Regions from separate parts of the Mus musculus genome. Here all the other regions are linked to region 2. A link is a contact called in public Hi-C and capture Hi-C data. All regions are on one chromosome and are shown on one strand. Each heading gives the region's core, a stretch centred on a gene start, on an enhancer-like site or on the middle of the called end of the contact. The rest is flanking DNA. Distances are from core to core; before and after follow the strand shown.

Evidence for each region. Hi-C and Micro-C count contacts between places; a contact is called where the count stands out from the background. Capture Hi-C pulls out chosen DNA fragments and counts their contacts.
Region 1: a Hi-C map of bone marrow-derived macrophages shows a contact between it and region 2, with 2.9 times the contacts expected there. The contact joins two enhancer-like sites. A contact is called at or near these places in 3 of 484 Hi-C or Micro-C datasets (bone marrow-derived macrophages and embryonic stem cells) and 2 of 115 datasets of contacts at active chromatin or transcription factors (microglia and neural progenitor cells).
Region 3: a capture Hi-C map of bone marrow-derived macrophages shows a contact between it and region 2, with 7 times the contacts expected there. The contact joins two enhancer-like sites. A contact is called at or near these places in 1 of 484 Hi-C or Micro-C datasets (bone marrow-derived macrophages) and 1 of 9 other capture datasets (bone marrow-derived macrophages).
Region 4: a Hi-C map of uterus shows a contact between it and region 2, with 4 times the contacts expected there. The contact joins two enhancer-like sites. A contact is called at or near these places in 3 of 39 promoter capture datasets (the C10 cell line, cranial neural crest and pre-B cells), 3 of 484 Hi-C or Micro-C datasets (embryonic fibroblasts and uterus) and 1 of 9 other capture datasets (bone marrow-derived macrophages).

Annotation. Positions count from the first base shown.
Region 1 is chr10:44,627,614-44,632,298 of GRCm38.p6, reverse strand. All of the region lies in intron 2 of Gm35154 (a long non-coding RNA gene), which reads right to left. Among named protein-coding and RNA genes, the nearest start is that of Gm35154, 31 kb to the right of the region's middle. Within about 2 kb of position 1,913, at least 75 of the 459 cell types and tissues checked have an H3K27ac peak or open chromatin away from gene starts, as enhancers often do. A contact at or near this core is called in bone marrow-derived macrophages and microglia, where this site is marked.
Region 2 is chr10:44,323,486-44,328,370 of GRCm38.p6, reverse strand. The region is part of intron 6 of Atg5 (autophagy related 5); the gene reads right to left. Among named protein-coding and RNA genes, the nearest start is that of Mir1929, 34 kb to the left of the region's middle. Within about 2 kb of position 2,475, at least 41 of the 459 cell types and tissues checked have an H3K27ac peak or open chromatin away from gene starts, as enhancers often do. A contact at or near this core is called in bone marrow-derived macrophages, microglia and uterus, where this site is marked.
Region 3 is chr10:44,657,008-44,662,481 of GRCm38.p6, reverse strand. All of the region lies in intron 2 of Gm35154 (a long non-coding RNA gene), which reads right to left. Among named protein-coding and RNA genes, the nearest start is that of Gm35154, 61 kb to the right of the region's middle. Within about 2 kb of position 2,766, at least 11 of the 459 cell types and tissues checked have an H3K27ac peak or open chromatin away from gene starts, as enhancers often do. A contact at or near this core is called in bone marrow-derived macrophages, where this site is marked.
Region 4 is chr10:44,586,518-44,591,230 of GRCm38.p6, reverse strand. It overlaps the pseudogene Gm5950. Among named protein-coding and RNA genes, the nearest start is that of Gm35154, 10 kb to the left of the region's middle. Within about 2 kb of position 1,625, at least 43 of the 459 cell types and tissues checked have an H3K27ac peak or open chromatin away from gene starts, as enhancers often do. A contact at or near this core is called in bone marrow-derived macrophages and uterus, where this site is marked.

The DNA of each region.
Region 1 (4,685 bases), core at 664-3,163, 300 kb before region 2:
CATGAAGCAATTTAATAAAGCTTTAAGCAACACTCATGAAAGATAGTAGGATTTCTGTGTCCTGTTTAAGTAGCAGATATCTAAGTGCATCCGAAGAACTAAAACGGAGAGTAGTGCGTATCTAGGGTCAGGGTGAGTTGCCTGTAAGGAAACTATTTGTTTGTGTAGTGGTCAAGATTGTCCATTTCCTGCAGTATGCCTCTTCCTCCCAGACAGCAGACTGGGAAAACATCTCCCTGGTGAGAGTTGTTCTTGTTTGTAAAGCCGTACCAATTTTAAGTTCAAAATGAGGGCAGACATCTTCTTCCATATCTATATGAAAAGTAATCTTTTCATCCCAGGAAAGTGTATCACCCAAAGGAATCACAACACTGTGCTTTTGACACTGTTAAAAACAATGTCTGAACGACAGACGACTCTGTCTAACTGTCCAGAAGCTGATTGTCCTGCGCCGTTTACAACGTGATGAGGACAGGTCAGCTGACAAGTTATTTTGATCTGTTTCAGTTCCATAAACTGTGTATATAGTTCTGTTCTCAGGGCTGAAGCGATTAAAAAAATTGAAGAGGACAAACCCTCTGCCTCACTTCCCTAGTAGACTTTCACAAAGTTCCTTTAATACCCCCAAAGCAGTCGGGCCAGAAACAACACGGGATCTGCTCATCTTAGCTCTTATCACTTGTTTTGGTTTGGGTTGTTTGGGCTTGGGGTGGGGGCTGCAGGGGGAGGTATGTATGATATTGTTATTACGCGAGGGAAGAATTGTATTCTCCGATTTGAATTTTGCTCCTCTTGTCTTCCTGGCAGGTTTCATCTTTTCTCTGAACTCCCGGAAGACTTAATCCAGATCTTCCATAGGGCACATACATTGTCTTCCCTCTTGAAAAGTGTTTTCAGGTAAAGGACACACCTGTATGTTCATAATTACCATAGAATTAGATGCATACAAAGAGATTTTTTAAAAAAATGACCAACTCTTTTTTAGAACAGGAAGAGAGAAGAAATAACATGTTTGCCTACACATACATGTGGGTTTATACAGGCACATATATACACATGCAGACATGTATATGTGCAAATACACGCATTCATATTTGGCTTGTGAATATATTTAAAGACATGACCCCCCCCCCCAACACACATGCATATGCTCTCTCTCTCTCTCTCTCTCTCTCTCTCTCTCTCTCTCTCTCTCACACACACACACACACACACACACACAGAAGCAGTCTGGGAACCCCATGCGCCTCTCATACACTGTTTTACTTGTCTGGTTTCCCACTTTGCCCAGAGCACTAGGTAGGATTCTAAGGGAATGCGGCCTCTTCCTTTGTTCTGGTTACAGCTGTGTCTGTCTGAATGAGCTTTCCGAGGGCCTAGGGTAACGGTCTTGACCATAACTGCTCACAAGAAGCCATGAAAGGGTATGCAGGCAGCCACATGAACGCGATGCTCTTTAATTATGAGGTCCTATCGTGGAAGGAAGGCTGGCAGACAGGCAGACGCATTCCAATTACGCTAATACACCTTGTAAACATCAAATATTTTTAATCTGAGATTAAAGAGAGCCTGTATCCTCACAACACTCCTGAGACTGCGTCTCGGGGCCACTGCCCGTGCTGCTGGCGAAACAGGATTTCCTTTGGTCAAAATAGACTTTCAGAAGAATAACAGCCTCGAGTCGGGAGGCGGTCCCCACACAACTTCCACTGCAAGCTGTCCAAAACTTCAGATGCAGTTCTTAAAAAGCTTCAGAAAAGACAGTTCAAATTTTCCGGGGAAATTGATTAATGTCCTTGCTTTCCTCCAGAGACTGGTGGTGAGTTCTGTGCCCTTGGTTAGGGCTGGGCAGTTGTAGGACTTGATCTTACATTTGGTTCCTTCGTGAGTTACCTGCTTTTACTTGGTACCAGCCCCTGGGCTATAGACTGAGAAGGAAGTGTCCCAGCCACTTTCAGTCAGAGCTAGGGAGAGTGAGGCCAAGCCAATCTCAGGAAACAGTGATTAAACTGAATAAAACCATGTATGTGTAGGCCTCTGGTAGGCTATCATGACATGGAATACACACATACATACATACACACACATAAACGCACACATGCACATAAATACATATATGCACACATGTGCACACATACATGCATACACACATATATAATTCTGGTATTATATCACACGCTAGAGTTGCTATTAACTTTCACAGGGATAGAAATTTTCATTTAAATCACAAAATGTTTGAAACTCCTTCTGGTTTACTACCTGAAGGCTGAGATATCAAACTGCCACCAACTGGGTAGCTTACAAACAATAGAAGTATATCATCACAACTCCAGCAGTGAGGAGATTTAACATAACGGTATGTATGCTGATATAGAACGATTCTGTCTGTGAGAGCCACTTTCAAAGCACAGACAGCGCCTTTACATCTTAGCTCCGCAGAAAGGGTAAGATTGTCTCTCTGGCCTCTTAGCAGAATACCAATCCCATGTGTGAAGGCTCCACCCTCATGACCAGTTTAGCTTCTAATACCATCACCTTGGGAATTGGGATTTCAACCTAAGAATTTGGGAGGAGGATTAACTCTGTTGTTAAGAGCACTCACTGCTTTTGCAAAGGACCTGGGTTCAGTTCCCAACACCCACACAATGGCTCACAACCATTCATAATTCCAGTTCTAGGGGGATCCCCATGGGCACTAAACAAAACACTTACTCACATAAAATAAAATAAAATGAATCTAAAGTCAAATAAACTCCAGGGTAGTCAGAGCAAACCTGAAGAAAAAAAAAAGATTAGACCATAACACCTTCTTACACTAATCAACTGCCCGTGTTAGCAGTAATTCTTTGTAGATGAACTGAGGAAGAGTTGCCAAGGCAAAATAATTTTTATGCAAGCATAACAACTTTGGAATTCAAAATGTAGAAAAAGCAGGTGAGTTCTCGAAAACTATCCTGTATGAGTATGGACTTCTAATTCTTCAGCCATGTGAATCTAAACTTTTGTGTATCATTCCCTGAAAGTGAATGGTGTGTGTGTGTGTGTGTGTGTGTGTGTGTGTGTGTGTGTGTGTGTGTGTGTGTGTGTGTGAAAGGGGGAGAGGGGGAAAAAGAAGAAGAGAAGGAGGAGGAAAAGGAAGAAGAGGAAGAAAAGGGGAGAAAATGCAGTTGCATGTGGAAGGTAGAAGACAACTTCAAGTTCAGATTCCACCCACCCTCTGACTCCCTACACCCCACTCCCACCCCTACCCTGCCCCACAGGAAGGAGTTCCCCCAAGCCTAGAATGTGCCAATTTGACTAGGGTGAGTTACCAGGCAGCCTTACGAATGGACCCATTTCTGCCTCCCTCAGACTGGGATTGCAAGCAAGCATCCCCACACCAGCCTTGTCCTGGTTCTGAAGGACACAATGCAGATCCTTGCACTGCAAGGCAAGCTTTATTGACTGAGCTTCCTCCCTAGCCTTCAGAGGAGCAAGCTTTATGAGTGTCTTTACAGAGACCACTAACTGGTATAGTTATATGATAAATACCCCAACAACTATGCTTACTAACTTAAAGGGACCGTGATAAGTTCGTGGGATGGAAACACAAACTAGACAAATCCCCCAAGTTCAGACTGCTGATAGTTCAGTAGAGGAGAGTGATCAGAAAACATAAAATAAACATGCAAAAAACAATAAAACATAAAAATGATAGGTGATAATCACAGCATGAGCAGAGACCACAATACGGAAAACACACACAAAAGGGGAAACAGTTATCTTTACCCAGGCAGAAGTTTTAGCAGGCAGGGATGAGGGGATCAGGTTGTCTTGGCTTCAGTGACATTAGCCAGGGCTTTAAGAAATACAAAGAGAGCTGAGGAGTCTCTCATAATTAAAGCACTTCCCATGCAAGTAAGAGAATGCTTGCCTGTAATTCCAGAATCAGAGGCAGAGGTAGGGCATCTCTACTAGCTAATGACACTAACTACATTGGTAAGGTGGGCTCTGGATTTGATTGAAAGACTTTGCCTCAGAGGATAAATGGAAGGAATGATGGTGGAGAAAAATCACAGATATCAACCTCAGGCCTGAACATATATGCATACATGTGTGCACTAAATATGCCCACATGTATACAAACACACATACATGAAAAGAAGAACAATTAAGTTAAAAAGACATTCGTCAGGAAAAGTGAAAATCTATTCTAAGCAGCTATATTGATCAATAGAAAGCCAAATAGTGAGAAATGGCATAGATGAATAGGTAAAACTAGATGTCTTAAGACAAGAAAAGAACAGGGGGCCTTAAACACCATGCTAAAGAATCTCTACTCCATCCCATGCTTTTGTGGAATCACAGGAACTTAGAACACAACAGAGTCACTTAATCCGAAATGTGGTTCGGAGAGATGGGTCTGGGAAGAACAAGGCTGATTATAATGAAGCCCAGCAGAAAGCAGAGAGAGTAAATAGAAGACTATTGCCCAAGAACAGGGTAAGACCTAGGGCAATGAGCATGAAAATGGAGGAGACCAGAGCTGGAGCCAAACTTGTAAGGTTGGATCACAATCATGGTACGTCAGAAGAGGCCCTGGCTTGGGTGGTTCCTTGGTTCTTAGGTGCTGGGAGATGACTTGGGGGAATAACTTTTGGGTTGGTCTGTGGTGATGAGCTGAGGTTTGGACAGCTGCCATATAT
Region 2 (4,885 bases), core at 1,226-3,725:
ACTAAATCCAGAAAATCGACACACACTTCAACAGAATGAACTGGGGGAGATAATAAAAACCACTGCCTGCATTACAAGGACAAGGGAAAGCTGAAGATACGAAGGCCCAGGTTCAGTCGTGCAGCAGGTAACCAGCTGGACACTGAGCAAGTCATTTTTTAGGTCAAAATCAGTGTTAAGATGTCAGACTCCTAGTTTCTGTCATGGCAAAGGAGAAATACCTAAGATAAGAGCAAAGAATTAACCTATATACAGCACAGGTGAAAGATTGGGAAAGATTAGCCAGAAGAGATGGTAAGGTGAGGTTAAAGGCCCTGTGAGAGAAGTTAACCAGGTAAGAAAATAGAACAGTCCAGTATTTTTATTTTAAAGATTTATTTATTTATTTTATGCCTGAGCTGTACAGATGGTTGTGAGCCTTCATGTGGTTGCTGGGAATTGAACTCAGGACCTCTGCTCTCTCCGGCCCTGCTCACTCTGGCCCAAAGATTTATTTATTATTATATGCAAGTACACTGTAGCTGTCTTCAGACACATCAGAAGAGGGAGTCTCATTAAGGATGGTTGTGAGCCACCATGTGGTTGCTGGGATTTGAACTCAGAGCCATCAGAAGAGCAGTCAGTGCTCTTAACTCCAGCCCCCCAAACAGTCCAGTTTTAAACAATACCATGTGATTTAGATGCTAGATAGCTAATATATAATATCAAAATTATCACCAAAACAAACATCCATATGCCAGCTGTGTGTGGTGGGACACGGACTTGGTCCCAGTACTGAACAAGGCTGAGGCAGGAGAGATCAAAGGCAACCCTGGCTACAGAGCAAACCAGTCTCAAAAACAAAATAAAAAGCTATCGTTTGGAGGGAAAGAAACACAGCAGGCAGTTAGTTCTACAGGAACCATGACAAGTTCTGTGAGGAGGAAGGGGTAAGATGCAAATGGAAAGCTGAGACTTAAGGCAGGTTGTTCTGGGACATTAGAATGAGTGAGTCAAAGAAAGTGAACAAAACTTACTCCAGAGTCCCGAGTCTGCGGACTTGCAGGGAAAGAAAGAGGAAACGGAAGCACAGGCTTACGCTGCTTGTGGTAGACACTACAAATACAGCAGCGCACACACAGCCTCGTGTCATGAACAACTCATCACACGTATTCCACTCGCCAGAAATACAGAAAGCCTGACAAACATTAATTTGCAACAATAGTATGATCTAAGGTAACTCAACTTGCCCAGTGCACAGCTGATTAGATAGCATCTGTACCTCTTTTCCACACCAAGCATTCTGAGACATTACAGTGAAGCAGGCGCATTTCATCTCCACAGTAACAAAATACTACAATCAGAGTTTTTTAGATGAAGAAGATCCAGAAATGAGACATAAGTGCCCAAGTGTTTCCCAACCTTCCTAATGCTGCAACCCTTTAGTATAGTTCCTCATGTTGTGGTGACCCCTAACTATTTAATCATTTCATTGCTAGTTCATAACTGTAATTTTGCTACTGTTATGAATAGTAATATAAATATCTGATATGCAGGCTATCTGATATGTGACCCCCCCCCCCCCCATAGGATTGTGAACCACAGCTTGGGAACAGCTGGCCTGCTCTGTCCTGAAACTTGCTTTCCAAGCCTGAGATCCCAGTCCTGCATGGCTTGAAGCCTCTCTATTTTAACCACGGCCATGCTCCATGCTACAGGGTTATTCTTTCAGACTGTCCAGGGTAGGGGCATTAGCTATAAGCTGCAGGTTGGTAGAGAAGGCAATCCCTGGGCATCTAACATGACAGACTCTTATTCTTTTCCTTTTCCTTTTTTTTTTTTTTTTAAAGATTTAGTTATTTACTTCATGTATGTGGGTACACTGTCACTGTCTTCAGACACACCAGAAGACAGCATCAGATCCCATTACAGATGGTTGTGAGCCACCATGTGGTTGCTGGGAATTGAACTCAGGACCTCTGGAAGAGCAGCCAGTGCTCTTAACTGCTGAGCCACCTCTCCAGCCCGACTCTTATCCTTAAGGTCGAGTACTCAGTGGAACGTTTTGCACTTTAGAAATCATTAACAGAGATAGCAGCCAGGCATGTACACCTTCAATTCCAGAGACAGAGCTCAATGCCAACACACAGCAACTTATGGGCTGGTCAGGGTTACAGTCAGACACTGTCTTAAAATAACTCCTCACTCCAGTCAAACAAGAACAAAAAAAACTCTAGGAAACACTTCATCTTTATCGTTTTCTCCAAATTTCTACAAAATCCATTCATCAAGCCTTAGAGGTAGTAGAGATGCCTTCTTCAGTAATGGAGTGTCGGCCTATCACATGACCTCTCCACCAAGCAAGGAGAACACTGCTGTGGTTAGAATGGGCCGTCACCATGGAGACTGGCCTCTGGGCATGCCTGTGGGGTTTGGGTTCATTGCTCTAACTGAGGTAGGAGCAGCAGCAGGAGCTCACGGCTCTATTCCTGACTGTGGATGTGATGCAATCAGCTGCCTTCACTTTCCCACCATGAAGCACTGAACCCTAGACTGCGAGTCAGAAGCCTTCCTCCTTCCCAAACGACGCTTCTGTCAGGGTTCTTCACACAAGAGAAGAAAACTAAAACACTAACCAGTGTTTCTTAAAATTAACTTGCTCTTGCAACAGCTCAGGGAACATCTGTTTCCAGAGACGTCATCCCACTTTAGCTTTCTGAGATTCCACCTCAGGCCAAAGCTTCCCAGTGGGCCATGTGCGTCCTCGGCCTGGGATCATGGCAGCATTGTCACTAGAGGAAGGGCCAGAATGGGGCTGAGTTCTTTCTCAGAAAACTGTCATTTGTCTGTCCTAGGATTTATCTGGTCAGACATCAAGCTTACTCAGTGAAAAAAAGTTTTAAAACTTCATAGCTACTAGAAGACAACAGCAATAGCAAACAAGTTAGTCAAAAAAATTGAATAGGAAAATCTAGAAATAAGAAACTGAACTGGTATAAAGGCCCCAACACATCAATGGTAATCTAGAAGAAACAGACACGGAACAGAACTGCACTCATGTCTGTGGTGACTTTATCTTCATATAAAAAGGAAAGCCAGCTTATACACTGGTTGTTTGCATACTTTAGTCATGCAACACAAGCAAGCACATACGCGCGTGGACACACACACACACACACACACACACACACACGAGAGAGAACAGAGAGATGTACTATTCTAGGCATTTAAAGAATCTTTTGAAATTGTCAGATGACCATACAAATTATAACCCAAGCAAGGAAATAAGGAAATAGGCTGACAACTGTAAAATCACACACACTGGACTTGAGCAAGCTAGATAGGGACTTTTACAGAACTATTTTTTAATACAATGAAATTTTTAAAAATGTGAAAATAATTAAAGAAGTAGGAAAATGTATTTAAGGAAACAATAGAGATTATGAAGATAAAGAGATAGAGCTAAGCATGGTGGCTCATACCTGTGATTACAGTTCTTAAAAAGAGTTTAGGGGCAGCCTGAACTACGCAGGACAAGGCTAGCCTAGGCTACATGAGACCACCTCACTCCACCAAGCAAAAGAAAACATAAGCCGAGTCACAGCTAACTGAAAATTGAAAGCTAAAATTAAATAAAAAGAACTTGTAGGGCTGGAGAGCTGGTCTGCTCTTGCAGAGGACCAGGGTTCCCTTGCCAGCACCTATGTGGTGACTTGCAACTGCTCATAATTCCAGCTCCAGACAGCCCAAAGCCCTTTCTGTCCTCACACAGCACCAGGCATGCACATGGCACACACACATGCAAGCAAACACAAACACAAACACACACACACACACACACACACACACACACAGAGAGAGAGAAAAATAAGTTCTTAGCAAAAGTAAGAGTAAACTAGAATATTAAATAAGAGATAGAAACCATCGAGAAATAGATTCTGGTAGCATAATTCTGAGACCTGTGGGGAAAGGGCATCTCACCAGCTACCCTTGGTGACATATCTCACAGGCAGTTAAAATAAGTGACAAATTATTATATATATTCTTTGGAAATAAGTTAAAACTAAATTAAAAAAAAAGCATTCAGTAGGACCTCTTCTTAGTCTCTAGCTTCTCTGCTTGAGGTAATGGCAAGATAGTAACTAAAATATGAGGCAGTAAGAGCACAGAAAGGTAACTTTTCACTACCGTGCAGTACACTAGGGGAGAAGCGTCAGAAGGAAGCACCATTTCTGTCTCTCTGAAGAGAGTTACGCAGTCTATGTGGCATGTTCCCCTGAGCTGTGCACAGGGAGGGAGTCATCACTTGCCACACACTTTTGTTAAGAACTTCAGAAAATTCACTGATGCCTGAAATCCGGCCCCTCCTCAGATGAGGGAGTACAAGTTAGTCCTAGCCAACCTAGTTTCTGATTATAATCGCGTACTATGAACTCCCTTAACTATTACATTCTTAAAGGTTTCACTGCGTCACGATAGAAGATAAGTAGACCTACTAAAGTAAAACTGGCAAGCAAACCTCTCAATCAAATTAAGTCATCAATGAGGCTTTAGTGATATATAAGATGGTTTTATACTGAAACATTGAGGGGGTGGGGGAGGGGGAATCAGCGTTCTGGTGATTACGAAGCACAGACAACCTAACTCAGACTCTATTTTACAGCTGATAAAGACAGGCAGAGGTGATCTGAGCATCCGTAGGATCTAGGCACCATTTTCCAACCGTTCTTTATTGTTTAAAACTTAAAATAACACTGTTCAATTCTTCCTAGGAAGAGTGTCAAGCAAGCCACAGCACAAAGTGACTCAATGACTGGCAGTTGTCCAGACCACAGGAAAATCCTCAATGCAGGAACCTTTTCCTTTGTGGCCTTATTCCTCTTGATGTGCATCCCCTATAAATCAG
Region 3 (5,474 bases), core at 1,517-4,016, 330 kb before region 2:
CACCAGCAATCTTTAACCTGCTAAGCACGGGCCTTTAACATGTTCTTCCTGCAGAGTAACTCCTGGCACGAGGCCTCAGCTTGGGAACAAATAACACACAACAGTAAAGCCTTGAGCTATCACTCCCAAGCCTTCCCAAACTTTCTTCCCAACCCACTGCACATACAAGAACTTTTGAGGGTCTCTGTTATAAATCAGATTTTTACATGGAGGAGAAACTGACACGGAGTGATTCATTTAAAGGGCATTTATTTGAAGCTGATTTTTTTTCCCTCCTATTGAAAGTTTAGACTTCTGATTGGCTCTCATCATGTCTTGGAAACAAAGGCAAGCATGCCTTCCTTATGTTTCAAAGTTTTTCAACACTAGCAGTTGTGTTTTTCTTCTACAAATTGCTGTGTTCCTTCATCAGCCTGTATAACCGAACTCTTTGTCCTCTGATGGTTTATTCGTATGGGTACAAATTGTCTTGACTACATTTTGTTTTGTCATGGTGAAAAAGCATCTGCTTCAAAAGTTACTTCATTGACGTAAACAGATCTCCACCTGGCCCAGCAGGAAACAGAAGAAAGGACTTTTCAGAAATTGTCTTTTCTCTGCCCCTAGAGAAAGCAGAGGACAAACCCAGAGGTTTGAAACAGGCACCATTTTGTAAAGTTAGGCCTTGGCGCACGGGGAAAATCCACAATATATTGGGGAACAGGTGTGATGTAAAAAAAAATAGCTTGTTTTCATTTCTACAACACTCAAGTCAACAAAACTCATTTATATGCATTATTTCATTTTGCTTTGGCAATAATCCCATAAAGGAGGCAGGGCTGAAACCACCATTAGGGTCGTTAGTATAAAGGAACGGACATTCAAATAAACCAGAATTTGCAAAGCCAAGTTCAATTCATGACACCTCCAAAGCAGTTAGATAAATACAACTTTTAAATAAAATACTACTGGCCAACTGTGAATAGGATATTCCTGCACGGTGTGCTTAACTGTATACTATTTCAATTCTACAGACATATCACAACAGGGAAGCAAGACAAATGCACTCTATTTCAGACGGTTAAAGGTAAACTGTGTTCATATTTCTCCCCTCAGTGACTGTCCTGGTGGGTGACTTCACAGAGTGCTTGTGTGCCATGGTCTGTTTGTTTGCTCTACCTCCACCCACTCCTTCCCTCCCACTCTCACCCAAACTCACCATCAAGCTTCTACACAGCTGTGGAGGATAACTCAAGCAGATATATTTTTATTGATAATTTGAATAAAGGCAACATAAATAACATCACTGAACTTTTGGAAAATAGCAAAATAACATGACATCCCATGATCTCAATCTCTGTTATTAGGTCAAGTTTCCTCTACCCCACCCACCACCCACCCACCTTCTGTACATCTGCTTGCTCCTACCTGAGATCATATGGCAGATTTGTACACATTTTAATTTCACATTTGCAGTTGACTCTGTCCTAAGCCCTTTCTTTACCTTAAGTGTAAGGCTATGTTTCAATAATTCAGAAGGCCTTTTCTGTGGTGCTTTTCTGACAGACCATGATCAGAGGTCGATTCATGAACATGAATGCAGAAAACACAGAAACCATGCCTGTGTCCATAAATGATCCCCAGCTAACACATGTTCACTTTCCTTAAGCTTCACTGCTATTCTTGCTAATTATCAGAGAACGAATAAAGGTGTTTTAGGATCAAACCCCAACCCTACCTAGCACCTGAATGAACTCATTCTGGTAAATTAGATAAATGGTCTTCATTACAAAACTAAATACTACTACTAACCCCCGTGCAAAATTGTTGGGAAGACCCAATCTGTACTAAGAGTCAATAGATGGTAACTTTAGCTTAGTTTTTGAGACACAACTCAAGAAGTCAATCGTCAGCAGGAAAGTAACTCCTGCCAATAGACATGCCAGCGGGGGACACCACCTTCTTGATTTGTCATCACTGAAGATGCATAGCTCAGAGAAATGAACACTAGACCAATATTATTAGGGAAACATAAAATCCTCCTTCCCCTGTAGAAATAATCTAGCTGAAAACTACAGGCACTGTACGACTGGTTTCAAATTGTAGATGTTGCTTTTTGACTCAAGATCCCCACAGGAGCAGAAATGGTTGCATCTACTGCTACATCTCCAAGGCCATTTGCAATGGGTGTTCAATGAATATATTTGAACTGAGTATGGAAACTCTATTAGAATTACTAGACCAAGCCTAAGATAAGAACCCATATGATGGGGAATAGGAGTTAGACAACATAACTGCTGGACCAAAATAAATCCACAAACTTAAATAACAATGCATGGAGTTTGCTTCACAATAGTATTAAATGCTCTCCCTCCCAGGTCCTCCAAAATGTATTAGCAAGAAATAGGAGAGATAGACATGAGCTTCAGCATCACAGTATCTTCCTCTTTCAAGAAGGAAATCCACTGAGCTTTGTTAGAAAAGCCAGATTTCTACTTAAGGTCTAAGAATGGGAGACAGTGAAAGGAGCTGGTTTACTAACATGCTTGGACACCGTGCAGGGAGCTAGTATTTCAAGCACATGGCAAACAATGGGAAAGAGGGTGTAATGAGTTACAGAGTAAGTACTGTTTACTCCTGAGTGGCCCCTGTGCTGCTCTATACCTCCTGGAAATTGTTTATGGGCACAGATCCTGTGATCATGGGGCTATGATTAGCAGATGCTGACAGTGTGACAGTGGAAAAGGCATGAATCACCATTGCTCCATATAGGAGAAAACCAAACAACATCAACCGTCCTTAGAAGTTAACTTCTCTTTCCATCGTCTAAGCTGTGGAGACTGACTTGGTACTGTGCAACAGGGCAGAGAAGGAGAAGGAGAAGGAGAGAGAAGGGGAAGGACTATATTTTCTATTTGGAAATTCCACTTACGAAAAAACTCATGATTTGTGAAAATATAAATCCTTAATTTGTAAGAAACAGCTAATGACATCATAAATGTATTTAACTACTGAGTTTCCAAAGGACCCAAAGCTGCATTTCCTAAGTGGTCATATCAATAGAAACACATTCACTACACTTCAGTCTAAACAACTGAGAACTAGAAATACGAAGGGTACATAAGAAGGCAAAGAAAATTGATGACTTCTTCATATTTCTAAGAATTGTCTATCAATGAGTTTGGCTTGATGATTGAGACTTTCAATAATATGCCAAAAGACTAGAAGTAATGTGTTTTCATCTAGAAATAGCAAGGGAAAGGGCCAGAAAAAATACCTTTTCTGAACACAGACGAAGACCTTTGTTAAGGTCTGCACAACATGGCTTAGCTAAGATGCTTTACCTGTCTTCAGACTTAACAAAAAACAAAACAAACAAAAGAAATACTGATCTCAACTGAAGTGATACACAGAGAACAAGGCATCTCTGTGCAAGCCTGCCTGGATAAGTAAGAGAGACTAATATGCATTAACTAAGGGCAGTGTTTGAGAAAAACTTAATAACTTGGAAGGTTTGAATGTTCTGAACTTGTGGCATCTGCCCCTTTGAATGGGATTCAGTCATCCCATATCTTGAGTGTCCCTTTCAAAAACAGCTCTCAAGTAAAAGTGCATACACCCCCTGTCACAGAAGCAAGTCAGAAAATAGCTTCCTTTCATCTTTGTGTGGGCCCTCTCTACTCTGGATCTGAGCGCTGACCCTTAATAACTAATGGAAAGTAGGCCAGGAAAATCAACTAACTACAGGCAACCAAGGAGAAGAAATGTTCTCAAAATTCTACATAAGGTAGACTATGTTAAGACAACTGAGCTTATGTGCTGGTTTGTTTGTTTGTTTGTTTGTTTGTTTGTTTGTTAATCTCTCCATGATGACCCACAGAGGAGCACAGGAAATACCCCAGGGTTAGACAAGGCCTTCCTTCATCCACAGCTGAGTCTGATGAGGTTCTCCTGGCAGCACCCCAAAGCCAAAAAAGACTTTGTTTCTGTCTTCTCAAAGTCCTGACCTCCAGGATTTAAGGAACCAATAACAGTTTCTCATTTCTTGAGTTATTTTTCTCATGCAACCCATGGCAGCTGTTTGCCAGCTCAGCATTCAGACTAATTTGTTGCAGAAAATGGGGTAAACACATGTTTACCAAGATCTCAGGATTACCATGAGGCCTAAGTGCGTATTATACGTGACCAAGTAAGACATGTGAGACTTTCATTAGCTTTCTGTATTACAAAATCAGAACTTGAGGTCCAGAACACTTCTTTTTGAGATATCTTGGTTTCCCACATTTGTTATTTTATTTTGGTTTGGTTTGGAAAGACAGATGACATGTTATTCTGAAACACTGAAGACTGTACTTCTGTATTAGTTACAGTACATTTAAAAAACAGTTTTTGCCTATATGTACAGGAACTGTGGGATTTAAGGGTAGACAGGTAATCCTGCATGCTTACTTTGTAGACTAAAAATTCTGTGCAGTTAATGAAGGGAGAGTATATGCTGCTTGAGTTGTTTCACACATTAAATCCTATTAATGTTCAAGTTCATATATTTTTATCATGCTACTATTTGCCTTCAGTTGGGAAAAAAAAAAGTAACATTAATTTCAGAAAGACAAACTGCCCTTTGGTTGTCCTGTCTGTAGCTGACAGCTCTTAGCAGCCACATGCATTTACTTCCTTAAAAATAGTTTCCAGGAACTCTTCAGTGAGCCAGAGCTTCCCAAGACAAAGCCAGCATGCTGCCCCTCTGCCTTCCCTGGAATTCTGAGCAACAGTTGGTGAGGAAAAGGCATAGTGTTGAGGGAACATTTTCCTCAAGTTTAAAGCCTGCTCAAACATCAGAGTTGCAATCCAACTGAAGTATTTTGGTGCATGATTGTATGCATCTATCCATGTCCAAATGCAACTTCCGGTTGCTAAGATGAGAGCGCAGTCAAAATATTTGATGCAATAGTGAAAAGGCTTCTTAGATATCAAAGAGTGTCAAAACCACACTACTATGAGTTAAGTGTAAATGAATCAAAAACTTGTGACTCGTATTTCCCTAAGAACACACATGGATTTTTTGTTAAGAAGAAATGAATGAAGAAAAAAAAAGTCCCAACACAATAAAGTTGGCATATTGTTCACTAATGCTTAAAAGAAAATAATTAAGTACTTACAAAACACACGAAAGGGATTTGACTAACCAGATCTGAGAGTACAGGCATGTTTCTCAGCTGTTCCCAGCCCAGTGCATCTATCTTCAGGGACCTATCTCCTATGACTCAACCCAACTGAAGCACAAAAGCACATACTCTTAGTCAAGTTATAATGAAAAACAGACTCAGGCACGGTGATACATGCCTTTAATTCCAGCACGCGGGAGGCAGACACAGACAGATCTTTGTGAGTTTGAGGCTAGCCTTGTTCACAGAGCAAGTTCTAAGGCAGTAGGGCTTACATAGAGAGACCCAGTTTCTAGGAAAATTTTTAAGTAAAAAGGAAAACAACAGTTT
Region 4 (4,713 bases), core at 376-2,875, 260 kb before region 2:
GACATTGGACGGTTGGAGATTGACTTTTGCTTTTGATTGTGACTGTGCCCTGATATTTTCCCTCTTGAAGGAAGAAACTGTCTTAGTGGAGCCCACAGTTAAGAGACTTTTGATTGTAAAAAGACTTTGGATTTTAAAAGAGATGGATATTTTAAAGAGATTGAAATTTTAAGAATATGTAAAGACTGTGGGACTTTTAAAGTTATTTAGATCTTGGGGATGAATAAGATTGTAAGGGCTTACTAGTGATGTTTTTGTGTGTCAAGTTGACAAGGGGTCAATTGTACTGGCTAGTTTTTTGTCAACTTGACACAGCTGGAGTTATCATAGAGAAAGGAGCTTCAGTTGAGGAAATGCCTCCATGAGATCCAACTGTAAGGCATTTTCTCAATTAGTGATCAAGGGGGAAAGGCCCCTTGTGCGTGGGACCATCTCTGGGCTGGTAGTCTTGGGTTCTATAAGAGAGCAGGCTGAGCAAGCCAGGTGAGGCAAGCCAGTAAAGAACATCCCTCCATGGCCTCTGCATCGGCTCCTGCTTTCTGACCTGCTTGAGTTCCAGTCCTGACTTCCTTGGTGATGAACAGCAGTATGGAAGTGTAAGCCGAATAAACCCTTTCCTCCCAACTTGCTTCTTGGTCATGATTTTTGTGCAGGAATAGAAACCCTGACTAAGGCAGCCACCCCATCAGAGACATTGGATTTCAGCCAACCTGGAGCTTCTCATGTACTTCCGGTTGAGGGGTTGCAGTCTTGCTAGTCCCAATGGCCCATACAGGTTCATGGGCCAGGACCACCTTGCTTCTGTCCTTCACATTATCTGCGATGACCTTGGTTTGCTCAAAAACAACTTCCTCCGTGATGCCAGCTTCCCTTTCGTCTAGCTTCTCCCCAATGCAGGGGATCACTGCAAGTCCCTCTGCTAGGGCATGGTTTACTTTCTGCCCAATCAACTCATCTGATTCCCAAAGACACACCTTCTTTCCCGAGTGCCCCAGCACCACTCTGGTGGCTCCTAAGTCTCTGATCATGTCAGGGCTGATTTCTCCAGTGAAGGCCCCATTGGTCACTTTGTAGCAGTTCTGTGCAGCCACAGCAATCTTGGGATCCAGCTTCTGCCTAGCGAAGTCGATGTAAGAGGTTGTCAGTGCACAACCCACCTCAGTGTCTGCCAGCACACTGGCTGCCTTCGGGGTGCAGCTGAGTTCTCCCAGGCACTGCTTCCTCCCGTTCATCTTCCAGTTGCCCCCCACGAAGAGCTTCCTGGAAGGCACCATCATACTAAGCTCAAGTCTCTGAAAGTCAGTACCGTAAGTTTTATTTTACATGCATTTTGTCAAAGTTTAAACAAGTAGCTGAAAATATGCATATGTTTATATATAATCAGGATTAAATATATTATATATCAATATTAAATACACAAAGACTCACGATTATTGCAATTAGTAAAATTTAAAATGATATTCCTCAAAAGAGCCATTATTCAGGAAAAGATGTAGATCTTTTATCAAGCTGTATCTCTTCATGGACATAATTCCAAACAAAATGAGGTAACAGCAGACAATCTTCTACACAATGTAAGCTAGCTAGTTGGCCAGAGCACTTTCACCAAGTCATGTGCTGCCAGAGAAGTTGGGGCTACAGAATACAAGCAGATGTCAACACTTTCACCTTCCACTTTCTCAAGAGTGCTGATCAGGCCAAGTTTCATTTCACTTATTAGGCCACTTTCCAAGTTGGAGGAGGAGAGTTGAGAGAGGGCTGAAGAAAGTATTAGGATCTAAGTTTCATATCTGCAAAAGTAAGCTGATGTTGCTTACCACTGGGTTTCAAAACCAAAGCTTCCCTAAATTGGCCAAGAGCTTTGAAGAGGTCTGTACAAACCCAGGGGTCAGCAAATGTTTTCTGCAAAGGGATAGAGAGCCAAAATTTTAGGTTTTGCAGGCACACACTCCCCATTGCAATTCCTTATCTCTGCTGTGATAGCTCAAAAAAGAGCTCTCAGCAACACAGGGTAGGTGTGCATGGCATGTCTCAATTGAGCTTCATTTACCACACTGTAGTGAGTTGAATTTTACTGTCTCCTGATAAAGAGTCCTAAGAATTCTCCCTTCTGATTTGAGCATGGATACTTGCTTAGGTTAACAACAACAACAACAACAACAACAACAACAAAACATATACACACACACGTGTATGCTGATGCTACTGTTAGAGCTGATTCTGATAAGCTGCCTATGCCTCAAACTCTCCAGCAGCCATGTAGGAATCCTGAAGTCACTCAGTCAATTTAAAACTTTTAATGTGTTCCAAGTACGTGGAACATGCCTTTAGTCCCAACACTCAAGAGACAGAGGTAGGTTAATCTTTGTCAGTCTCAGGCCAGCGTGGTCTTCATCGTGAGTTGTAGGATACCCAAAGACACACAGTGAGACCTTCTCTCAAAAGACTGTTAATGCCTCAGTTGAAATACACACTTGTGATCCTACCTCTGATAAGATAGAGAAGGCAGAATCCCTGGGGTTTTCCAAGCTGCATGCACTCACGCACGCACGCACACACACACATACACCTGCATGGGCACACATCCCACACACACACATGGGCATGCACACACACCCACATGGGCAAGAACACATGTCCACATTAGCATGCACAGACCCCCACATGAGCATGCACACATACCCACCTAGGGAAGCACACACACCCACATGGGCACGCACACATATACACACCGGCATACAGATACACAGTTCAAAGCAGTTTCCTTCCTTCTTTGCTACACAAGACCTTATGTATGCGAGGAATGCCTGGACCTAGCACCAAGGAGTTTAAAATCGTGTCTGCTTTGACCCAAGAACCCTTCAAGTAGGAAAATGAAGCTGCTCCTTCTGAGACAAATCTGCTTTAAAATATTCCCCAAATCCTTGTCATCAGCAGGCCAGATTCTTAACTCATACATTTCTGGGAAATGATAGCTCAAATTGGCTGTATGCCCTTTGGCCCTAAACCAATTAGTTTTTCTAAATTTACTGGGACCAATAAGGGAAAAGGATATTACTTTGATATTACTACAACACAGGGCTCAATGAGTTCACTGGGAAGACAGTTCTGTTGAGAAGTTGCCAAAGTCACCTTTAGTGCCCCTGCAAATGTCTCTAATGGTAACCTAGGACTCACAGAGCTGAGCTAGAAACTTTCAGCTCAAATGCTTGTTCCCAACAAAGAGAAATGTTTGAAATAGATCAGCTACTTAAATAATCAAAAGCAAACAATACTCTATTTCTCAGTTTCAAGTATGGCTATGGTATATTTAATATAATATAAAATATAAACACCATCTTTATAATGTCTTTTTTTTTTTTTTTTTTTGCTAAATACAGCTATAAATGTAATATGATCCCACAAAATTCCATCTACTGTTTATTTGGATTTTTTTGTTGATTTTGTTTTTGTTTTATTGACCTGAAACTTTAAAAAATGAATCATAAATTATTGGATCTTCTAGGTCAGGAGTTCACCTTCCCTCCCTGCTCCTCTTTGGTATTAGAAAGTGAGACAGCTGGAGCTCTGGCAGCCATTTTGGAGCAGGACGAGCCTCATAGATGAATACCACAGCTTGGGGTAATGAATCAGAAAGAACGAAAGAAGGAAGGAAGGAAGGAAAAAGAAAGAAAGAGAGAGAGAGAGAGAAGGAAGGAAGGAGAGAGAGAGTGAGAGAGAGAGAGAGAGAGAGAGCACTTAAACCATGGGTTGGGCTAACACCTACCTTCAATGTTCTTTTAGCAGAGATGTTTAAACATTCTTTAAACACACTCAAGTTTGAAAGAGACCAGCACATGACATAGCTGTGCTTACCATGTTTGAAGTCTTGGTTTCAATCACCAACCCTCCCACAAACAACAATACCTAATATTTTTTTTAAAATCACATTAAAGATAAAATTTGTTGTTAAGCTGCCATGGAATCTAATTCCACTTGAAAAGTCCCACCATTGGCTAGATGGCCTGTGGTAACATCATGATTTGACAAAAACTCATTACTTCTGCTAGCTGTAACTTTGAAATACACCCAAAAATGGTAAGATTGATAAAGCAACAGGAATATGAATATAGGGGCTTAAATATGCTAGATAGTAAATATAGCAAAATGCTAATTATATAGTGGAGATGATAAGTACAAGGTTATTTCATATTCAGTCCTCCAACTTTTCATGATAACATGCCTAAAATACTGTTGTCAAGCCACTGATATAACCGTATGTTTGGGACAGGGTCTCATTTAGCCCAGGCTGGTTTTAAACTTGGTGTATAGTCACAAAACAGCCTTGAACTCTAAATCTCCACACCTCCACCTTCCAAGTACAGGAGTCCCGGGCTTGTGCCACCATGCCTGGCCCCAACAGGACTGCTTACCATACTTCCAAACAAACTCTTTGAAGTAACAAGAGGTTTTGTAGCTTCTTTTGCTCCCTAAAAGGGTCACTTCTCTTCCTGTTCCATAAACAGTATTGAGGGCTTCAAGTCTTGAAAAATAGAACTCAAAGTACTGCCAGTGGGACAAGCTGTATGCAAGTAAAATTTTTAAAGGCTGTGTAAACAGAAACCCATCTGGAAGAATGTTTTTATTTTATGTCAGCACACTAAAAACTAGAATAGAATTTCCTGATAGAGATGTTCTGTTTGACTCTGAAAATCCCACCAGGTGGGAAAAAAA